Linked DNA regions of Oryctolagus cuniculus: region 2 is linked to region 1. A link is a contact called in public Micro-C data. All regions are on one chromosome and are shown on one strand. Each heading gives the region's core, a stretch centred on a gene start, on an enhancer-like site or on the middle of the called end of the contact. The rest is flanking DNA. Distances are from core to core; before and after follow the strand shown.

Region 1 (7,055 bases), core at 1,500-3,999:
TGAACCAGCAGATGGAAGACTTCTCTGTTTCTCTCCCCTCCCTGCAACTCTTTCAATTAAACAATATACAACATAAAAGATGGATATACATATATACCAAGAATTGCAATTGTAGACTGAATCCTTATTCAAATAAAAATCTGAAATATGCATGAGTCAAAGAAATCTGAATACTGACTAGATATTTTGCATAATAATATGGTCGGTTATCCTTTTGTGGAAAGCTCTTTGTCTTCTAGGAATGTGCACTGAAATATCTGTAGATTAAATATGTCATGGGGGTGTTTGGTGTAATACTTAATACACTGCTTGGGACACCTGCATCCCATATTCAATGCCTGGTTCAAATCCTGGCTCAGCTTCCAATTCCAGTTTCCTGCTGATGTGTAGTCCAGGATGTAGTAAATGATAGCTCAAATAGGTCAGTCTCTGACACTCATGGGGGAGACCTACACTGAGTTTCCCAGTTCCCAGCTTCAGCCTGGTCTAGCCCCAGCTGCTGCACGCATTTGGGGAATCAGTGGATTGGAGCTCTCTCTCAAAAAATAAAAACAACTAAAATTTTAAATAAATATGTTGGGATTTTCTTCCAAATAATCCAATGAGGGAAAAGAAGGTAGGGTATAAATTGATCAAGATCGGCCATGATTAGACAATAATCAAAATTAGGTGAAGGGATTATTACATACACCTCATTTGTATAGATGACATTTTCTAAATGAAACATTTTTAAATGTCACAAGTAAAAAAATCTAGGTGTTAGTGACTTGAACAGTTAGTGACCAAATTGACCCAAGATGCCAGGTCTCCTATCTCCTCAGTGTTCTCAGGGATCTGAGTTAACTTATTCATAAGGGAGGAGGGGGGCTGGCACTGTGGTTAAGCCACCACCTATGACACCTGCATCCTATATGGGCACGGTTCGCATCCCAGCTGCTCCACTTCCGATCCTGCCCCCTGACAATACACCTGGGAAAGCAGCAGCAGATGGCCCAAGTGCTTGAACGATTGCCACGCACATGGGAAACCTGGATGAAGCTCCTGGCTTCCGCCTGGCCCAGAGCTGGCTGTTGCAGCCATTTGGGGAATGAACCTGCAAATGGAAGTTCTCTCTCTGCCTCTCCCTCTCTGTAACTCTGACTTTCAAATAAATAAGTAAATCTTTTAAGAATGATAATAATAAGCAAGGAGGCCCCAGTATTGCAGTAAGGGAGGTTAAGCCACAGCTTGGAATGACCATATCCCATATCTGACTGTCAGTTTGAGTCCCAATACAGCTTCCTGCTAATGTACCTGGGAAAGCAGCAGAAGATGGCCTAAGTACTTGGGTCCCTGCTACCCATGTGGGAGACCCAAATGCCATTCCTGGCTCTTGGGTCCAGACTGAGCTATCCCTATCCAGCCTGGCCTATCCCTGGCATTTGGGGAGTGAACCAGCAGATGGAAGCTCTCTCCCCACCCTGCCTCCTGAATAATCTTTTTTTAAAAATATGAGAGAAATTACAAACAAATGTAATGTAAAAGGGTATAAGGCCTTACTCTAGTGGTTTATCAAATTAGTTCGTTGATTTCAATGTCTAGCTCAATTATTAAAAAAATATATAACACGGGTTGACGGTTATCATGTATGTGCTGATGGTCCCCTCAACAAACCAAAGCAGTAAGACTGTTAAGTTCTGTCTGTGGATGTGGACACTGACTTCAGGTAAGCACACAGCTCAATCCATGGGCATGCATTTAATCTCAGTTCTATTCTCGGCCATTTGCAACAGGACCAGCCATGTCCAACACTGGAGCCAGAAGAGACAGAGGGGTTTCAAGAACTCCCTGATCAATTAGTATCTTTAAAAAAAATCAAATCGGCCAACTATGACTCATGTCAGCCTCCTGCTGCGAAGTTTTCCGGGAACCAGAGACAGGATTAGGGTAAAGTGGGTGAGGCAGGATTGGATCTTGTCCTTATTTAAAATGTCCCTATTCTGTTCAATACCAAGTCATGAAACTTTTCGCAAAATTTTGTTTTTTAAATACTGCATTAAAATGTGGGTTGCACTGGGTGACTACTTTTTTTTTTTTTTTTTTTTTTTTTTGCGTCCTTTTAAATTTTGCTTCCAAGGCGAGAGCGTCTTGCGCTCCCGGGACCCAGTCGGAGAACACAAGGCGGCCTTCCTGGCCCAATTTCGAACTTCCTAACACCCCGCGCTCCATTTACCAAGAATCCCGCCCCGCATCCCCGCCGCGCGTTCGCCTGGGCCTCCTCTCATTGGGGGCGTAGTAAGAGGAGGAGCTAACGTGACAGGAAACGCGCCAAAGGGGAAGGCGGGCGGCAGGGACAGAGCCAGGCGGCAAGGACCGACCACCGGGACCACCGGGACCACCGGCCCGAAGCTCGGGACGCCTCGCGCCAGGACCCCCGGGAGAGGTCGCGAGCCCCTCTCAGCGGAGGCGCGCGCGGCAGCTGGCGCCCGCGCGGTGCACGCCGGGAGCTGTAGTCCTCTCAGCCCCGGGGCACCGGCTCTACCCCTGCCCCAGTCCACCCCACGGCGCCCGGCCTCCGCAGCCCATGTAGGAGGCCTGTGCTTAAACCCACCTCAGAGCCTTCCTCGCCCGTCATGGTTCCGGCCTCCGCAGCGGTCCGCACCAGACGAAGCAGTGCCGGGTTCCTGCAACCTCTGGCGCAGCGCCTCTCCCGCCGTCTCCAGCCTGGAAGCGGCGTTTGAGCTTTCGCGCCCAGCCGGGGTGGAGGACCCGCCCTCGATGATTTGCACCAATCCGAAGCAGACCTTCCATTCTAGGCCCCGCCCACTCCCGTCCCACCAATCACGAAGCTCTTGCGGCCGGCTCCAGGATGACGGTCAGTGTTGGCTTGGCGGGTCCCCGACTGCTCTTGTCAGCTGGGCTTGGGGCGGAGGCTGTGAGTGCTGGGGCGGGGTGCCAGGCGGCAGGGCCCACCGTCCTTACCAGGAGGCACCTGGCGAACAGTGCTTTGACTCTGGGCGCCGCCACAGCTCGGCGACTCACGTCACGCCCAAATTTAAGAGTGAGCTGGTCCCCTCGCCCCCTGCAGGATGTCCTGTGCGTGAATCTTTTCAGATAGAGTCCTGGGCCTCCATAGGGGTTTCTCCACTGACCGCAGCCTTGCAGCTGCTGGCGACCCTGTCTGGCCCTTCTTGTACCTGACACCATTGAATAAAAAACGTTTCTCCAGGGGCCGGCACAATGGGTGGTTCACTCGCATCCCACTCTGGAGTGCCTGGGGATGGACTCCCACCTCCAGCCCCCTGCTAGTGCACTGCGGGGGGGTGGGCAGAAGAGGATGGACCAAGTGCTTGGGCCTCTGCCACCCACCTGAAAGACCCGGATGGAGGTCTTGGCTCCTGGCTGATGTGGGCATTTGGGGAATGAACCAGCAGATGAAAGATTTTCTCTCTCTCTCTTTGTTGCGCTTTCAAAAGAAAAGAAAAGAAAAAAACAACAAAAACACGTTTTGCCAACTGCTTAGATACCAAAGAACATTAATGGGTAATCTTTATAAATTTTATTTGGGGCTAATTTGAACGTGCAGACGGGACCCGCCTCAGACCTAGAGGGCTTTCTACTTTTTTTTTTTTTTTAGTAAATATTTTATTTATTTTTATTTGGGAGGTAGAGTTACAGAGAGAGGGAGAGACAGAGAGACAAACATCCTCTGGTTCACTCACCAAATGGCCACAAAGGCTGGAGCTGGGCTAATCTGAATCCAGGAGTCAGGAGCTTCCTTCGGGTTTTCTTATGTGGGTACAGGGGCCCAACCACTTGGGCCATCTTCTACTGCTTTCCCAGGCCACAGCACAGAGCTGGATTGGAAGTTGAGCGGCCAGGACTCGAACCGGCACCCATATGGGATGCCGGTGCTGCCAGTGGAAGCTTAGCCCACTGCCACAGCGCTGACCCCAGGGCTTTCTACTTTTGAACAAGACTAGAAAAGGAGTAAAAGCTCTGGAGTCCACCTTCCCTAGGCCCTTCTAGTGCATTTTGCCACTGTGCTGCTTATTATCTTTTTGCCTCTCTGGGTTGATTCTCCTTTCTTTGCCCTGGTCTGTGTCCAGGCAAGGCTCACCCTCCGAGACTATTACCCCAGCTCCCTTGTCCTCTGGCATCTGGCTGAGTCAGGGCCCCTTGCAGGAGAGGAGGGGCACCCGGAGAGAAGGGGCAGAGCACTTACTGCCTCACTTAACTCCACAGTTGTAACCTCTGATAAGGAGACCAGCTCAGTCCAGTGTTCCCAGGCCTTTCCTGATTTTAGCACTGAAAATCCCACAGCCCAGGGCCCTCCTTGGTCATTGACATACCAGGCTGGTTGGTGCCCCTAGGCACTGCACTGGTTTCCTCTTCCAAGCGTCTGTCTTTAGCTGGGTTCAGTTAAAAGCCCTTTGCTCAGCTTTACTTCTTCACCTCCTTTCCACCTCTCAACCTACTTCTGCCCCCACCCACAAGACCCCATCACCCATCCTCTTCCTTGCATGTCTCAATCCATCTGCCTTTTCATCACTTTACTATCTTCTCAAATGTATTTCTTTTATTTATTTGAGAGACAGAGACAGAGAAATTTCCCATCCCTGGTTCACTCCCTAAATGCCCACAATAGCAAGCTAGGCTTGGCTGAAGCTGGGAGCCTGGAACTCAATCCAGGTTTCCCGTGTAGTAACAGAGACCCAACAACTTGTCACCTTCTGCCTCCCCGGGTGCACACAGGCAGGAAGCTGGAATCACGAGCAGAGCTGGTACTTGATTCCAGACACTCTGATGTGAGATGCGGATGTCTTGGCCAGGATATGGGCATCAACTACTGTTCCAAATGCCTGTACACCTCGCCCACCCCAGAATGTGTATTTCTAACGAGTTACCAGGTGATATTAGGGCTGCTGATCCACAGACCATACTTTGAGAACCAAAGACTTAGAACAATCCTGGCTCAGAGTGGGGAAATGGATAAACATCCGTTTACAACTCTATGATTCTTCTTGAACTGCCTCTAAAAGTGAATAAATGAAATAATATTCCTTATATTAGTATTTTCTAATGTCTTTTGAGAGCACCTCTTCACTTACTGGAGAAACTAAGAGAGAAATCTCCCATTTGGATGATGGGTAGACAGGAGTGAAGAAGGCAAAAGAAACCTTTATTTATTTTTTATTGTGGTAAAATATACATGAGATAAAATGTGCCGCATTAATCATTATCACCTTATACAGTGTGTATGTACTATACTATGTACATTCACTTTGTTGTGCCATAAATCTCCAGAACTCTCTCCACTTGCAAAACTGGAACTCTAGACCATGATAAAATTCCTTATTTCTCCCATTCCCACAAAACATTTTGTTCTACACATTAGCTTGCACCCAGCTAAAGTGAGTCATCTTTGGAATTAGCACTTTGTATTCTCAATTTTGATGATTGGCACCACCATCCCTCACTCACCAGCTCAGAAGCTGGGCAGTGACTCTTCACTTGATCATAGCGAAAAGGCCAAGGACCAATGGGCACTTACTCTTGACTCCTTGTCCCTTTCCCCCAAGGTTACTCATCCAACAACCTCTGTTGATGAAATCAAAAGGTAACTGGCATTGTGGTGTAGTGGGTTAAGCTACCACCTGCAATTCTGGCATCCTATATGAGAGCCAGTTGAAATCCTGGCTGCTCCACTTCTGATCCAGCTCCCTGCTAGTGCACCTGAACCAGTGGATGGAAGAGTCTCTCTTGCCTGCTCGCTCGCTTTTCTACCCCACCCTCATAACTCTGCCTTTCAAATTAATAAATAAATCTTTTTTGAAAGATGAAGTTGATAGATGGCAACAAGAGAAACATCTAGAATGTTCATTTTATAGGAATTAGCCTGAACCCGTTCCATGCACGGCTTTGTGGTCTTAGATAAGCCATTTAGTATCTCAGAGCCTTGTTATCCTGGTGACTAGAAAACACTGGATCCAATCATGCTTCTCAAATGGATTTAATTGTAGAGAATCTGGGAGTTTGGTACTGCACAGGAACAGTTTTGCAAGTCCTGGTACTTTTCATCTGGTCATATCAGTTAGGAAACATTTTCACTTATAGGATCTCTAATTATACCACAAAGAATCAATATGAAAAAAGCACTATGATATTATATGGCCATGAGAAAAACGAATCATGGAACATAACATGCCTAGCTCATTCCAGTGTTCTGCTTACATTTGCTCCTTTACAGACCAACCAAAGAAGATATCAGAGGCTTAGGGAAGTTTGGAGGGAGATGTTTGGCTAAATTATATCTTCTACTCCTTTCTTTACAACTTGAGAAAGGCTACCCTGTAATGTATTGTGTACTAATTAGTACAAAGGAGTAGTTCTTTGGAATAAAGTTTGAGACCTTACTTTTCTCATCTGAAAATATTCATCCTTTGAGAAGCACTGCCACCAAGTGGCAGGTCCTGGTCATGTCATCTCACCCATTCCCTTTAGCCACCAGGGAAAGAGGTCATTTTAAGATTAGTTACTTAAACTTTCCTTTGGTGGGGTGAAACAGCTGCCTCTTCCAGCATCTGATTTCAAGAATAATTTCACACTGTCACTCAGAAAAAATTTCAAAGCTTCGCTTGGAGAGTGCCCTGTTTGAAGATCAGAGCTGTTTTTCTTGCTCAATGCACTATCCCCTGATCTTCAAAAATGACACAGGATTGGGACCAGCATTGTGGCACAGCAGGTCAAACTGCTGCCTCCGACACAGGCATCCCATCTGGGCGCTGGTTCGTGTCCCGGCTGCTCCATTTCTGATCCAGCTTCCTGCTAATGTACATGGGAAAGCAGCAAACGATGGCCCAAATACTTGGGCCTCTTCCACCCACATGGGAGACCCAGAAAAATCTGGCTTCATCCTGATCCAGGCCCAACCACTGGGGCCATTTGGGGAGTGAACCAGAGGAATGGAACCTCTCTCTGACTCTCCCTCTCTCTGTATAACTCTGTCCTTCAAATAAATAAAATAAATCTTTTTGAAAAAATGACACAGGACCTAAAACATAGTGAGTACTTGG
Region 2 (7,055 bases), core at 2,069-4,568, 200 kb before region 1:
CAACATAAGGATATGAAATGAATCTACCTTAAAACTGAAACACTTTGTGTTCCATTATAGTCTAACAGTAATTTATCTACGTGGCAGAATGGAAAAAGCACCACACCTGAGTTCAAGTTCCAGTTCTGCTACTAACAGCTTTGTGACTTTGACCAAATACTCTATGAAAAGAAGAGGCTGGACCTCTTTTAACTAAATCAACCTGAGGATTTTATCTGGCCCAGTATTGTTAAATTGTTTCAATGGGATTGGTTTATTAAAATAAATTATTTATTTATTTTGAAAGAGAGAGAAAGAGACAGAAAGAGATCTTCCATTTGCTGGCTCACTCCCCAGATAGCCACAATGGCCAGCGCAGGGCCAGGTCAAAGCCAGGAGCCAGAACTTCATCCGGGTCTTCCACGTGGGTGGCACGTACCCTAATACTTGGACCATCTTCTGCCACTTTTCCCAAGCCATTAGCAGGGAGCTGGATCACAGCGGAGCAGCCGGGACATGAACCGGTACCCATGTGAGATGCTGGCATCACAGGCAGCTGTTATACCCACTCTACCACAATTCCAGCTCCAATGGGATTGATGTTTACACAGGACATGCAGCCTCCAGTGTGCTACTGTCCTCCCCCCCCCTTACACACACTACTATCTTTAAAATCTACCCGATTTATATTTCCCTGTTACTCCCTCCTCTCCCTAAGAGTCATTTAGAATTCCTGCTTTAAATTCATACACACGTTCAACAAATATTTATGTCAAGCACTGTGCTGGCTACTTTAGAATCTAGGAGCTGGACGATTTAGGTCCCTTCCAGTAGAAAAACTGATTTTTCCAGAAGTTTCTGCCTGTTTACACAACGTGGCTATATACTGTATAAGTTACATAAAGCATAGCAACATTATGAGGGTTGGATGAGTTCTAAAGTGGCTATTCAAACATCTATCCTAAATATGCACCCATCCTCCACATCCGGCAAATGGCACAGGCTCACAACCGCTTGGCCAGCATGTACAGAGATTAGCACTGCCTGCACGGGATATCAACGCAAACACCAGGAAGCAGACACACACAGCTGCAAAACTGAGGTGCAGCCCACCCAAGAAAAAGTTTCCACTGAGCCATAAGCATCTGTCAGACTCCATTTTTCTCATTCACTACCATCCATTGCTATTTCTAACTGTTTTGGAGTTGGAAGTGAGGGAGCAGGGCGGGATGGAGTAGAAAGGAGGTGTGTGGGCCAGACCCGTTCAAGAGATCATGAAATGGAGCTGAGTTAGAAAGTACACCCAGCAACTTCTCCACTCTCCCAAGAGAGAATGGGGGAGTGTGCCCGTGTGTATGTATCTTACCCAACACACATTACTGCCTACCACAGGATTTAAAACTCAAGGTGACTCAACACCTGTCATCAATAGCCTGGCAGGTAGGAGGGCAACGCAGAAAAGAAGTGGATAGGTTTTGAAAACAGGCGTAATAAACACCATTGGACTAGCAAGCTGATTACAAGGGCAATGTCTTACAAATGGTGCATAAGAACAGCAGCTAATATCATGGGAACTCCCAGTCATTCCTCTGAAACCTGCAATTGCCGAAGGGCACAAATCCCTGCTAGGGTCCAGGCAAAGGCTTGCTGACCAGAAGCAGGAACAACACCACACCACCAAGATCCAAACAGTTTGTTATCAAATCAAAGGGTAACAACCCAGGGAGAGAACACACACCCCCACAACACTTGACAAATGAAAATCTCAAAGCTCCCGATGGTTCTGGCATTTAGGGCGTTACAAGTACACCCGAAATAAAAGCACTCTCTGTTGCAGCAGCTGTTCAGACAGAGCAGGGGGTAATGTTTACTTAATACTTCAGGTTGATGGGGGATGTATCATAGTTCAGTCTGTCAGCTACATACGTGGAACTCCATTTATGTACACAGCGATAAGATATGTTTGAATAACGACAGCGCACGTCTGAAACAGCCTATTTAGCTGGTATGAGTAATCAAGAATAAAGCTTTAAAGAAAAAAGTCTCGGATATTTGGGAAAGTCACAGAACAGACTGCCATGAATAGCTTTGCTTATATTTGCAGACATTGTTTTCCAAATAGCTGGAAAAATGAACAGATTGTTCTGGGAGGTTGTCTTTCCAGTTTGTTCCTAGTTTCCAGACTGTTCGTCACACAAGAAAGCACAAGGCGAGTCGGCTAATGCTCTTCACCAATTGCATCTACGGTCGGCTGGGCACAACCACCCCTAAGTGAGAGCAGACAAAGCATTCCTAGCGCCACGCCTGAGGTTTTCCATTTGGCTTCCCTCATGTCACCTCTGTGCTCACTGCAGCCGCATCAGAACCCTCGGAGGGGCATCGTTTACAAAAGCCTCAATGAGGCAGGTTTCGCATCAGATGTTCCACATTGTGCTCAATATCCCCCCGCACACGCCCTTATTCTGCATCAACTTCTATATCGGGGGCGGGGGATGGGGGGTGGGAAGTGGGAGGGAGACCCAACACCAGGGACGGTAGCTCAGGGCCAGGCTGCAGAGGTCGAAGGTGGACGAGCCCGACTGTTTGAAAAGAGACGGAGGGAGCTGCATGATCAGGCCCGGACACGAAAGAGTCGGGCTCCTGCCGGGGACCCAAGCTCCGCGCCTGCAAGGCCAGAAACAGCAGGCTGCTCTGCCCGAGCCAGGAGCGCCACCTCCGGGTCCCAACACCCGGCCAGCGCACCCCCAGACATCGCCCGTCCCGCCTGCCCTCCCCTGAGCTCATGGTCCTCGGCCCGGCAGCTAGCCGCCCCCGGCCACCTACCGGGGCTCACGGCCACATAGCGGGGCCCCGGCTCTCGGCGGCCTCCGCCTCCTTCCGGTCCATGGGCTCGGGGCCCCCAACCTTCGCTCCCCTCACCCCGAGAAGGAGGAAGAGGATGAAACCAGTGCGGCCTCCCCACCCGGACAGCTCCCTCTCGCCTCAGCCTCCCTGGACAGCGACGGAGGCCGGAAACGCAGCCTCCTCCCACCTTGCCGGGCTCAACCCGGAAGCACACCCTTCCATGCCCACCCCCGGAAGCGCAATTCAGCCGCGAGCCGGAGGGGAGGAGGGGCTGTCTAGAAGGGATAAGATTACGCACAGACGAAGGACTCTGGGCCCCCAGACTCTCGCCTCCCGCTCTCCAAAGGAAGTCTACACCCTGGTCCTTTGCACGAGCCCCAAGTCCCAGACTCGGGCAATACCCACAAGCAAGATGGCGGTCACGGCGGCTGCCCCTGCGGCTTAGCGCCCAGCCGTGCCATTGGCCAGCGCCCGGAGTGAAGCGGCCACGGATTGGTCGAGAGCGCTGCGGGGGTGGGGGTGGAGCTGCAGCAGCCCGGAGCCCGGAGTGGGCAACGCGGCGTGAGCAGCGGCCCCAGGCTCCTGGAGCATCGCGCCCGGAGGAGACTTCGCTGCTGCTCGGGGCCGCAGCCTGGTGAGCTCAGCCCCCTTCAGACCCTCCCGTGCATCCCAGCCAGAGCCTCTCGGAGCCGGCGCTGATCGATGCCGACACACCCTGGGGACCCTATCGCGACTCCATCGCGCCATATCGCGACATCATCGTGCCCTGTCAAGACTCCATTTTGTCACAGCCCTTTTCAGTATATATCTTTCTAAAAATAATTTGCCCTGTCATCTTCGGGGGCTGCCCCCCCATGTCGTGATTTTTGCTGTGATCTCTCCGTGACATCACCGCGCCATCGTGAAGTGTGATCTCATCGCTGCTCTGTCGTGACTTCATCAATGTCGTGTTGTGACCTGGCTGCGGCGGGACAGGTGGTGACCGCCAGGAACCCTCCTCCCTCCTCATCTCCCCATCTCAGCAGCCCCGCTTTGATTATCCGGCTCTTGGATTCTCTGTTGTCCCGGGAGCTACCTGGGACCCCTCCTTGCTTCTCCAGCCCCTGCCGGCACCCACAGGCTGGGAGTGGGATGGGGAGGGCGGGCAAGGGGTTAATTCTGCCGCTTCTGCTGCTTCTGCCGCTGCCGCCGCCGCCGCCGCCGCTGCTGCTGCTGCAGCCTCTGCCCGAGGGAGGGAAAGGAGAGGAGGCAAGGAGCCTGCGGGGGCGGCTGAGAGTTCTGGCTGGAGGGGTGGGGTCCCCGGAGGGGCCCCCAAGCCTTCCCTGCTGAGACCTCATATTCTCACTGTTGCTGAAGCCCAGGGCGCCCTTTCCCGACCCCCCACCCCACCGTGTCAGCCTGAGGCCGGATAATCCAACTTCTCGTGAACCATCTGTGTCTCCATTCCTTCCTGTCTGTCCTCCCCGCTCATTCCCTGTGTGCCTCTGCCGAACCTGGCCTCTGGTGCCAGGGGCCAGCCCCCTCCCACCCCAGGAGACTAGTGAGGAGAGCTGTCCAGCTTAACAGCTCTTCTCTCCCACTTCCTGTAGGTGACCTTGGACCTGGGTCCCTTCTTCATCCCTAGAGATTTGCAGGTCCAGCCCCCTAGAAGAGCTCCCCTAAGGAGGGGTCAGTCCTGAGGAAGCCACCCCTCCAGATCCTCCCCTCCCCTCCCTCTGTGCTAATCCCTCCCTGCATCCTCCACTCCCACCCCCACCCCCACCTCCGCCCCTCCTCTGCAGAGGGATGCTCAGTCCCTCTTGTGTTCACAGTTGGGCAAGGCGGGCATCATGGCCTCGGATTGTGAGCCAGCTCTGAACCAGGCAGAGAGCCGAAACCCCACCCTGGAGCGCTACCTGGGAGCCCTCCGTGAGGCCAAGAATGACAGCGAGCAGTTTGCAGCCCTGCTGCTAGTAAGGAACTGGCTGAAATTGGGAGGTGGGAAGGGCTGGGTGGTTGGGCCCCCAAGGAATGGGGTCAGTGAGTCCCCAGGGATATGCAGGTGGTGCTGGCAGCCCTGGAGGCAGCAAAGAAGGCCCAAGACCCCTATCTTGTACTTTATTCTTTTCTTGTTTTTACTTCCCCGAGGATGTGCGCAGAAGGGATAAAGGGGGTGAATAAAGCAGTGGCAGCACTGGGGGCCTTGGAGGAGGCTGCCTGGATCTGCTTTCCGGGGCGTCCCAGAGCAGATGGGAGCTGACTCATAGGGTAACAGCAGCAGGTAGTAATGTGCAGAGTTTTCGAGGGCTGGGGATGGTTGTTCTGGAGAGTCACAGGACTGGAGGTGACTGGGGAGGGGTCCCAGGGGATGGTCAGGACAGCAGAAGGTAGGTTAAGGTAAGGGAGTGGGTTCAGAGCTCAGCCTATTGGAGGAACCCAGGCTGGGGACAGCAGAGCAAGAGCTGCAGTGCTGGGGGGGGGGGTGTTGATGTGGGGGGGTGCAGGGAGGAGGGAGTACAGCCGCTGCTTGTTTGCCATGGCAACAGGGAGAAGGCTCTGGAGTCAAGGGCTCACACTGCAGCAGAGGAGGTGTTTAGGTGAAATGTAAGGGGAAATGTTTTGACAGGCAGAGCGGCAAGACACAGGAGCCATTTCCCCCGAGAAGGTGGCGGAAACAGCTCAGAGACTTCTCTGGAGGGAGCAGTTAGGGAAAGACCCCAAATCTTTGGGGGACTTGAAATACTGACTTCTGAGCCCCTTCCAGCCCAGTCTGTGGGCATCTAGATGAGGCTTCCGAAGAACTGCACGGGCCAGGTGGTGAAATGCCCAAGTGAGTGGCTGAAGAGGGTTAGACCCTTCCTCCCCTGGCATAATCCTAGCTGAAAGGGCTCTCAGAGGTCACCCCTGTCCCTCCAAGGAGAAAGGGGAGCTGGAGGAGATGACCCCAGAGTGAGTTCCGTTGCATAACCCAAGCCTGCTAGCCCTCAACACCCCAGGGTGCAAGGAAGGCACAGTCTCTGCTACTTCTTCCGTTTCTCTTGCTGATAGCACATACTCCTCTCCACGTAGGTGACCAAGGCAGTCAAAGCAGGTGACATCGATGCCAAAACCCGGCGGCGGATTTTCGACGCCGTCGGCTTCACCTTTCCCAATCGCCTCCTGACCACTAAGGAGGCACCGGATGGCTGCCCCGACCATGTTCTCCGGGCCCTGGGCGTGGCCCTGCTGGCTTGCTTCTGCAGCGACCCTGAACTGGCTGCCCATCCCCAGGTCCTGAACAAGATCCCTATCCTTAGCACCTTCCTGACAGCCAGGGGCGACCCTGATGACGCTGCCCGCCGCTCCATGGTCGACGACACCTACCAGTGTCTGACAGCTGTAGCAGGCACCCCCCGAGGGCCCCGGCACCTCATTGCTGGTGGCACCGTGTCTGCCCTGTGCCAAGCATACCTAGGGCATGGCTATGGCTTCGACCAGGCCCTGGCACTGCTGGTAGGGCTGCTGGCTGCTGCCGAGACACAGTGCTGGAAGGAGGCGGAGCCCGACCTACTAGCCGTGTTGCGGGGTCTCAGCGAGGATTTCCAGAAAGCTGAGGATGCCAGCAAGTTCGAGCTCTGCCAGCTGCTGCCCATCTTTCTGCCCCCGACAACCGTGCCCCCTGAATGCCTCCGGGATCTGCAGGCCGGCCTGGCACGCATCCTGGGAAGCAAGCTGAGCTCCTGGCAGCGCAACCCTGCGCTGAAGCTGGCCGCTCGCCTGGCGCATGCCTGCGGCTCCGACTGGATCCCGGCGGGCAACTCCGGGAGCAAGTTCCTGTCCCTGCTGGTAAACCTGGCATGCGTGGAGGTACGGCTGGCACTGGAAGAGACGGGCACGGAGGTGAAAGAGGATGTGGTGACGGCCTGCTATGCCCTCATGGAGTTGGGGATCCAGGAGTGCACCCGCTGCGAGCAGTCACTGCTTAAGGAGCCCCAGAAGGTGCAGCTCGTGAGCATCATGAAGGAGGCCATCGGGGCCGTCATCCACTACCTGCAGCAGGTAAGGGGGTAGTGGCCCACAGAGGGAGCCAGAGCGGGAGCCACCCGGTGAGGGGAAAGGGGGTCATGGAGAGATGGCGCAGCTGCAGGTGCACGCGGCTACCACAGCCAGCACTCTGGGGAGTAGTGTGTGACCGAGTCTCCCTCCCGCTCCCTCCCGCCCTGAGCCTGCACACAAGCACCATACCACACACCATATGTGCACTTGCATCCCAG

Evidence for each region. Hi-C and Micro-C count contacts between places; a contact is called where the count stands out from the background.
Region 2: a contact with region 1 is called in a Micro-C map of ear pinna, with 2.4 times the contacts expected there. The contact joins the promoter of NCDN here to the promoter of CLSPN in region 1. A contact is called at or near these places in 3 of 6 Hi-C or Micro-C datasets (ear pinna, skin fibroblasts and an unstated tissue).

What each region holds. Positions count from the first base shown.
Region 1 is chr7:136,857,922-136,864,976 of mOryCun1.1, reverse strand. It overlaps CLSPN (claspin), which reads right to left and starts at 2,749. Exons shown (of 25, transcript XM_002720690.5): 1 at 2,591-2,749. The coding sequence starts at 2,614.
Region 2 is chr7:137,055,070-137,062,124 of mOryCun1.1, reverse strand. It overlaps NCDN (neurochondrin), which reads left to right and starts at 3,318. Exons shown (of 7, transcript XM_051832167.2): 1 at 3,318-3,457; 2 at 4,635-4,775; 3 at 5,872-6,840. The coding sequence starts at 4,653. KIAA0319L (KIAA0319 like) reads right to left here and starts at 3,258. Exons shown (of 21, transcript XM_051832163.2): 1 at 3,122-3,258.